Linked DNA regions of Sus scrofa: region 2 is linked to region 1. Evidence: chromatin contacts called from public HiChIP or PLAC-seq data. All regions are on one chromosome and are shown on one strand. The core of a region is the stretch at or near the end of the contact, and the rest is flanking DNA. Distances in the headings are between cores, read along the strand shown.

What was found. HiChIP or PLAC-seq counts read pairs in DNA pulled down with a chosen protein or histone mark.
Region 2: a contact with region 1 is called in an H3K27ac HiChIP or PLAC-seq map of alveolar macrophages. The contact joins the promoter of B3GNT5 here to the enhancer-like site in region 1. A contact is called at or near these places in 5 of 47 Hi-C or Micro-C datasets (adipocytes, blood, fetal heart ventricle and 2 more) and 2 of 2 datasets of contacts at active chromatin or transcription factors (alveolar macrophages and skeletal muscle).

What each region holds. Positions count from the first base shown.
Region 1 is chr13:121,138,224-121,142,527 of Sscrofa11.1, forward strand. MCF2L2 (probable guanine nucleotide exchange factor MCF2L2) reads right to left here. Exons shown (of 27, transcript XM_021069898.1): 26 at 919-963. Among named protein-coding and RNA genes, the nearest start is that of LAMP3, 23 kb to the left of the region's middle. Within about 2 kb of position 2,273, at least 9 of the 83 cell types and tissues checked have an H3K27ac peak or open chromatin away from gene starts, as enhancers often do. A contact at or near this core is called in alveolar macrophages and skeletal muscle, where this site is marked.
Region 2 is chr13:121,204,753-121,209,056 of Sscrofa11.1, forward strand. It overlaps B3GNT5 (UDP-GlcNAc:betaGal beta-1,3-N-acetylglucosaminyltransferase 5), which reads left to right and starts at 1,949. Exons shown (of 3, transcript NM_214327.1): 1 at 1,949-2,084. The region is part of intron 15 of MCF2L2 (probable guanine nucleotide exchange factor MCF2L2); the gene reads right to left.

The DNA of each region.
Region 1 (4,304 bases), core at 1,023-3,522:
AAGCAACTCCGGAACTGAAAGACCTAAGGACGAGTTCCAGCCCCTCCACAGGGTAAGTGGCCTCTGGGGTGAAATGACAACTGGTGCTGGGGCTGCTTTCCCCTCTATCCTCAGGCCCTATAGGACAGGGATGGGAGGGGCTCCAGCCGGGCACAGGGCTGGCACAGAGGGGCTCCCACACACCTGGCCACAGGATGACTGCAGTGTTTCAGGGTCATCCAGGATCGCTGCCTCCAGGTAAGGATCTGCCTGCACTCAGCTGTCAAGACCCAGATGCCACCCCCCTGCTGGGCCCCACAGGCCCCGAGTTTAGTCTAGGGCAGGGTCTTCCATACCCCTTAGAGTGTGACTGCAGGGAGGTGCACATGTGACATCCCAGCACAGTGTCACACACATAAATACACTTATAAACTTAAAAGCAGTGTTTGTGGGACAGTCTCAGCTTACAACGTATGACGTCCTCCTCTGTTCTATTACTTTGTTCTGTTCTATGCTTGGAGACAGAGGAGGCGAAGGGCTGCGGGAGGTGGTGGGGTCACCCACAATCTCCTCACAAGTCCCTCTGGGGGAGAGTTTCTCTGAGGCAAAGGGCATCTGCCCTGGGTGAGCCCTCCTGTGTCTCCCCGCAGGTCCTGGGCTCTTGGAGCAGAGAGAATACTCTTTTCACCCGTATCCTCCATGGCTCTTGGAAGAAACCCAGAAGTCTTAGAACCTCTGAGCCTTGGAGAATGTCCCTCAGCCAAGGCGTCTGGTTTTGCAGGGGAGGAAAGTGCAGCTCATGGACAGTCTTTTGTTGTATTTGGTACATCTTAGGAATTTAATAAATAATACTTGTTATGATTAATAGTAATTACAATAATACTAAAGAGAGGATCTCAGAAGAGCTCTGGGTACTCCAAGCGTACTACTGTTACTCACATTTGGAAGATATTTGTCTGCCATTGTCTTCATCCTCATAAACATCTGGGGGAGGAAACATAATGGTGAAAAAAGGAAGCAGAGTGCCCACACATGCACACATATACTCTCCCTAGAAAAACTAAACCAGGAGTTCCCGACGGGGTGCAGCGGAAATGAATCCGACTAGGAACCATGAGGTGGCGGGTTCAATCCCTGGCCTCACTCAGTGGGTTAAGGATCCTGCGTTGCTGTGGCTGTGGTGTAGGCCGGTGGCTACGGCTCCGATTAGACCCCTAGCCTGGGAACCTCCATATGTTGCAGGTGCAGCCCTAGAAAAGACAAAAAACAAAAACAAAAACAAAAAACTAAACCAAACATACAGGCCCTTGACAAATATTCGATTTGATTACAGCAAAATTTCAAGTGATAGTTGCATTTTTGGAAAACGACCAGAATGACCCTGGTGCCAGCTCAGGTCTAGCAGTGTGTGGAGAAGATATACCCTGAGTCTCGGCCCTGCCCAATTCATGTACCAGAATAAGCAGAGAGAGTATTGGTGGAGAAGGGCAGGAAAAACAGGAAAGGTGGGTCATGAAAATTCATGCTGATAAGGACTGCACGTATTCTCTTTTCCTTTAGTGGATGATGTTTAGCACACACTACATAAATCCTAAAATATTTAGGGAATTTAATTTAGTACCTGGTGTTTAAAATCCTGATCTATTTTTCTCTTCTTTTTTTTTAAGGGCCATACCCATGGTATATGTAAGTTCCCAGGCTAGGGGTTGAATTGGTGCCACAGCTGCCAGCCTACACTGCAGCCACAGCAATGCAGGATCCTAGCCATGTCTGTGACCTACACCACAGCTCACAGCAAGGCTGGATCTTTAACCCACTGAGTGAGGCCGGGGGTTGAACCTGCATTCTCATGGTTCCTAGTCGGGTTCATTAATCCCTCAGCCATGAAGGGAACTCCCTGATCTTTTATTTTTCTTTAAAAAAATTACTGAACTTTATTAACAGGTGAGCCCATTAGTGAGTTTAAACTGTCTTCCTCAGAATAAAAGTTTTTGGACTTTGAAGATAAAATCATGGCTTTCCCCTTGCTGTCCACTAGGTGGCAGAAAGGGACAACTGTAGAGTCCGCACATAACTTTCAAAAGGGCAAACTATTTCCTATTTTTTTCAAACCAGATTTTCCTTTACTCCTGACAATTACAGCTTTTAAAGGGGGACCATCTCTATCATATGAACTCAAGTACACCATTTTCACCTGGGGGATAGGGATTGGAAGCCTTAAAGTGATGCCTACGCCCATGGGCTTTCCCTCCCTTTATTGGAGGAACAAACAGGAAGCTGGTTGCTATATAATATGCTAACAGCAATCTGGTCACCAGCCTAAGGACTTCATTGCATTTAATTCTCACAGCAAGACGATATATAGTATTACCTCTATTTTGTAAAATAATTGATGAAAATAATTCAAGCACAACAAAGTTACGTAATTCATCCAAAGAGATGGAGCTGAAGTCTGTAAGCCCTCAGTGCTTGAGTCCTTAACCGTGTGCTATGCTGGTAACTGTGCTCTTTCTCTGCCTTCTAGGAGTTAACCAGTGGGGTCACACTCGGCCTAATTCATCCCAGCAGCTCTCCAGAGCTTACATCAGGCAAGAGCTCCAGGATGTTTCCAAGGGTACCAGGCTAAATAAGGATCTTTTGCTTGGTGCCCTAGAGCATGAACTTCAATGTCTAGGCTGGTCTATATGTGAAGTGTTTACTTCCTATACCTACCTGTCTTTGGTCAAGAGAAAGGGAATCATGCCTAAGTATTCAATGATTTGCTTTCAGATTCCATATAGTCTCACAGCACTTTTTTTTTTGTGTGTTTTTTTTGTTTTGTTTTTGTTTTTGTTTTTCGTTCCTCTCTCCTTTTTTCTTTTTGGCTGTGCCCATGGCATGTGGAAGTTCCTGAGCCAGGAATAGAATCCATACCACAGCAGTGACCTGAGCTGCAGCAGTGACAACATGGGATCTTTAACCTAATGAGCCACAAGGGAACTCCTTTAGTGCATTTTCAGTTGTCAAAGTCCCTGCCAGCTTCTGGGGAAGTCTGCGTTTGCTGTTGTAGACTTTTAGGGTTGCAAGGAGCTGGGGTCAAAGAAATTTCACAATTGGGAAACAAGCACCTAGATCAGCAACCAGGTGCCCTCTGATGTGTCTAGTTGGGTTTAACAAAAGCCTTGCCTGTTTCATCAGAGATTTAATGAGAAATTTTCAGTAAGACTAAAATATAAAGCCTCCCCCCCAACCCCAAAGCAAATGGTTGCCATGCTCAAGGAAGTCATTGATCCCTGATCATCGAGACAGTCAGGCTGCTACCTAATAGAAGCAGAGAGGTGGAGTTCCCTTCCTGGCTCAGTGGTTAACAAACCCGACTGGGATCCATGAGGATGTGGGTTTGATCCCTGGCCTCACTCAGTGGGTTAAGGATCTGGCATTGCCATGAATTCTGGTGTAGATTGCAGATGCGGCTTAGATCCCATGTTGCTGTGGCTGTGGCGTAGGCTGGCAGCTGTAGTTCCAATTTGACCCCTAACCTGGGAACTGCCATATGCTGTGGGTGCGACCCTAAAAAGCAGAAGCAAAAAAAAAAAAAAAAAAGAAGAAGCAGAGAGGAACACATCTGGTGCTCCTGTGATCCACTGGGACATCTCCCAGAACTCTCTTGCCTGGATGTAACTGTAAATGGACTAGTAAAAGAACAACAGCCAGACAAGTGGGTGCTGGGACACCCACTTCGTATGCTACCAGCAGAAGTGCCAGATGAGGAGGAAGGGAACAAAGGTACAACCTAAGGACAAGTGGGGTAGCAGGAGGTAGATGTAGATTTATTTTTTTAATGGCCACACCCATGGCACTTGGAAGTTCCTGGACCAGGAATTGAATCTGAGCTGCAGCTGCCACCTATGCTGCAGCTGTGGCAATGCAAGATCCTTCAACCCACTGCACCCAGCTAGGGATCAAACTAATGCTTCTGCAGCAGTTCAAGCCGCTGTTGTCAGATTCTTAACCTACTGAGCCATGGTAGGAACTCCACTTTTATTTTTTTTTCAGACATAGATTTAAGTAGGACTTTTACTATGTCCCCTGGTGGAAATGTTCCCCCAGGGAACCAAGACCTCTAGACTGACTGAGGCTGAAGTTGCAGGGACGGGGAGGACAAATTCCCCACATGCGTCACTAAAAGTATGGTAATGAATAAGGTCACAACTCATCAACCTCTTGCTCCCAGATTCATATATTCTACGTGCTTGGGGGCACAGTGCCATAAAATGGCCATTGCTTTAAGATACATACTGAGTTTAGATTAGCACCCCAACCCCTCAGTCTCACATTCAAACTGC
Region 2 (4,304 bases), core at 699-3,198, 66 kb after region 1:
AGGATTTCAGTAACACTTGTCCCTTCTTTGGGTTTCTTTGGCTCCAACCATTTCCTGGGTCCTCTTGTACTCAAGTTTCAGTCTTCTTTCCCTACAACTAATGATACATGCCCAACTCTCTGATCCTCTTTCCTACATTTGCTTCTCCCTCTGCTCTTTCTCTGTCTTATCGTCCCCCTTCTAACTCTTAACATGCAAATTGAATTCCCCCATTCTCTAAAGTTTACCATCTTGATGCTACAGTTTTCCTTTTCCAGCAACTCTCCATAGTCCTCTAGCGCTCTGTGAAACGATTACCTGACAGTGAGGTTGAAAGTTGTTTATAAATCTAATTGTACTGGTTCACAAGCGGCTACTATAGACACGGAGGGCAAGGCAATTCTGTCCTCCTTCCTCGTGACGGTCAAATTAGCATCACTGCTATCAGTTAATTTTATCTCTAACTAATTTCAAAATTTTCACACACTCCCTCCCAATAAAAGAAACTGAGAACTTCATTCTATACCATCAAGTCTATCATTCTCTTCCTCTCCCTCTGAGGTGGAAAGGGAGCCAGCCTGCCACAGGCATCCTCCCAGATGGGCAGAGGAGCTGTTCCCATGTAGTACGCAGGCACCAGGACAGGCATTCTGGGCCACTCTGCTCCTCTCCATCTCCCATCCACACCCTCTCCCCACCTCCCACCAAAAGCCCCACATCCTATCACCAATATCCTGACCTCCTTCTAATCCTTTGCCTGTGTTGTCTATCTCCATATAAGCTGATGTGACTATATGATTTTTATATGTATTTATCAATGTTTGAGTCAGTTTGTATTTTTGGTGGGTACAGTCCGATGTGTTCGAGCATGTGGAATATACATGTGCTGACACCTGCACCCATGTGGGCCTAGTTTCAAGCGACCTGACACGAATATAATGATAATGAACATTTGTACATAAATACAGAATACACATATGATACCTAGGGGTTATGTCTATGGGCTTAGCATCAGGATTTTATTTTGCATAAAGGGAGTGATCTGCACTGCACTAACAATGAATCAGCTTTTTAAAGGTCACTATCAGTGACTCCCTTACAAATCACATTACATAAATACTTCTGTGATTGGACATGCCATTTGGCACTACAGTCTCTGAGTTGATAAAGGCAGCACCAAGCCATGCTCTCTACAGGTAATATATGAAAGGAAATAACTGCATAATTGAAAATATTTTAAGGAGCTTAAAGAAACTACTTTTAAAACTTCTTAAAAATCTGGTTTGAAATAACAAGTACAATGTTATGTTTACACTTTCAAATTGACTCAGTAATCTACTTTTAAGTCATTACCTGTCATCTTCCTTTCACAGTCACAAATCCAAAACTTTTATTTTACTGAAATATGGGTTAATCTTTTATTTTCTGTCATGTTCTCAAATACATACAATTACAAAGCTGTTCAAAATATCACCTCTGTTAAATGATAATGTTTGTTCTACAGGAGGACGCTAGAACAATATTTGGGGAACAAGAAACCAGACCCATAAAGGATTTATTTATAATCTCTTCCCTTTAGTGGAAATTCATATTCTCCTGATTTGGTCTAATTACATGCATTAGTATTTTGAATTGGGAAAAAACGGCTCAAAGAGGACACATACAGATCCTGGCTCACAGCTGATGATCTGAGTAAAATGATCTCAATTAACTGAAGAGATGGGGAGAAGCATTTCCTGGAGTTCCTATGCACGGACAACAGACTGGGGTGGGGCTCACTGCCTTCACCAACACACTGGGGTGGTGTTGAAGGGACAGGCCAGTCTGGGTTTTGCAGTGACGCCAAGAAGGTGCAGGAAATGCTGCACACCGCACACCAGCCCAGCCGCGCCCCCGCCCTCCGCCCGGAACCCCTGATTGGGTCCGCCAAGACCTGCCCGTTCCAGCCAGTTCCTCGCTGGGGAAGCGAGCGCAGCGCTGGCCGTCCAGCCCCGGCTCACGATTTAAAACGGGCAAGTTTTGTTCCTGAAATCAATGACTCGCTCCGCTGCCGGAAGGAGAGCCGACCTCCGTTTTGGGAGTTTAAGGAGCTGATGTTGGTCTTGGTGAGTTCTGCTTTAAGCTCCGTTTGAAATTGAGCTGGGCTTGAAAGTGAACTCATTGCGGGGAGGGGGGAGTCTCTCCCCAACCGCCCCACTGATTTCTTAAAACCAACCGCCGTCGTGAAGCTCTAGTTTGCTGTATGTTAGCTCCCTTCTTTTGTTACCGAGGCCCCCAGAAGCCTGAGGCATAAGTGGTGTTACAAGAGATCTTTTAAAGACTAGCCTGCCCTTAGAATTCTTGCTCCTAAAAGGAAAATAAGGTGCTCGAAGTACAACTCAGAACTTACATTTCCTAGAAGAGTAAACTGATGCGTGTTCTGAACAAATGGATCAGTTGTCTAACAAATACTATCTCCTAATGAAAAGTGTATGGAGACCAGTTGTTTCATATGGAATTCATATATGTGATCAACTGCACTATTTTAAAAAATGCTTTGCAGCCCACCGCATCCTAGCAGGGGCCCAGGTCCCTAGTGAGTGGAAATGTGGTCTTCTCTTCCGGATCGCTAAATGGGGGAAGTTCTAGCCCGCTCAGCGGGAATAAATCTCAACTGGTTTGTTCTCCGTGCGGGCAGACAGGCTCCCCCAGTCCGCAGTGAAGGCTCCGGGCCGCCCGGCCTCCGCCCCGCCCCTGCCTGGCCCGGCTGCCTCGCAGCGTCTCCCCGCAGGAGCAAATCCCGGGCCACGGGAAAGGAGAGTCGGAGTCTGTTCTGCTTCCTCTGGGCCAGGCGAGGTCTCTAGGGCCGAGGGGGTAAGAATTGTGAGGAGGTGAAGGCACGCGCATTCGCACGGTGGCTGGAGGACTTCAGGTCTGAATACACACTGGGGCCGGGGAGCCGCCGCTGGAGCAGAGCTGGCTGCTGCCCCGGCCTGGGGCGCGCGCGGCCGGGCGTCGGGAAGCGGAGGCAGCCCTACCCGCCGTAGGGTAGGCTGCCCGCCGCCCGGGAGCGCGGCGGCGAAGGAGGCGCGTTCCCTGTCCGGAGCCCCTTTGTTCGCTCCGGCCTGTTGGCGGGCGCCCGGCGACCGTGGCTCCCGGTCGAGAAGCAGCCCAGGTGCAGCAGGTAGGCTGGGAGACCCGGAGCTCTGGTGGGGGTGAATTTTCCCAGGGCCGGGAGGGATCCCCTTCTCTAGGGAGCTCCCGCCAGGCTGCCGCTGCGCCGCGCTGCTAAAACCAGCCGGAGCGCGGGAGCCGGGAGGCGAAAGCCGCGCCCTGCGGGCCTCGGTTTCCGGCCAGGGTCTCCTAACCTTGCTGCCACCCCTAGGCTGCAGGGGTGAATTTGGTTGAAAGGCCGAGTCTGAAGGTTGAAGCTAGGAAACTGCCAGACTGGGGAAGCTTTCGGTGAGTTACTGGTCAGGGAGAAAGAGACAAGGAAGTGGGCAGGCGGAGAAACTGGGAAATTAGACCTCTTTGTAGGAGGGTAAGTATTTGCCACTCTTTCCTTTGACTCTGTTGAATTCTATTTTGCTTCCTGAAGTGACAGAGTCATTGCTTACTCAGATACCAATTACGTAGGTCCAAAGTAGCACCTTTTCATCCAACCCTTGACTATGCACCCTATATTTTTCTTTCCCACTGTTGGTCTTCATAGGTTATGGGTCATGTTAAAGGGACACCATCGTTGTAACCGCTCAGTGCCTGGTGGTGTCTTGGAGCTCATATTTAGGGTAATTCTCTGATGAAAGTACATCCATTAGAATTGGATTTGTTCCTCTGTGCCTTTATTTTGGGAAACTTTGCCTGGTCCCAATGGGGGAAGGGAGAACGATGTGAAAAGCTGAAACTGACCCAGAAAAGGACGATGGAAGGTCCTTTTAAGGACCTATTAAGTAGTGGCGCTGAAAAGATCCCATCCTGAACTTCTGATCTGAAAGGGGGATTGGTGATAAGCACCGGAGGTCTCATGTGAAACTTATGGTAGATTTTATATCTTGTCATGGGGGAGGGGAAGCTGCCTCTTTAAAGCAAGATAAATTCAATACCTGAAATGTTTCCATTAAATACTTAAATGATCCTCCCCTCCAGTTCCTTCTCTCTCTCTCTCTCTCTCTCTCTCTCTCACTCTCTCACTCCTTCTCCCACAGGCACTCTCCATGAGAGTTTATTGGGTACCCTCTGAGAAGTGGCTCAGTCTTACTAGTCTCAGCCCTCTGGGGCTTCAACCATGACACCTGAAGATGGGAAAGAGTGTTATGACAGGGAAAGTTCAAGCAGAAGCTCAGAGA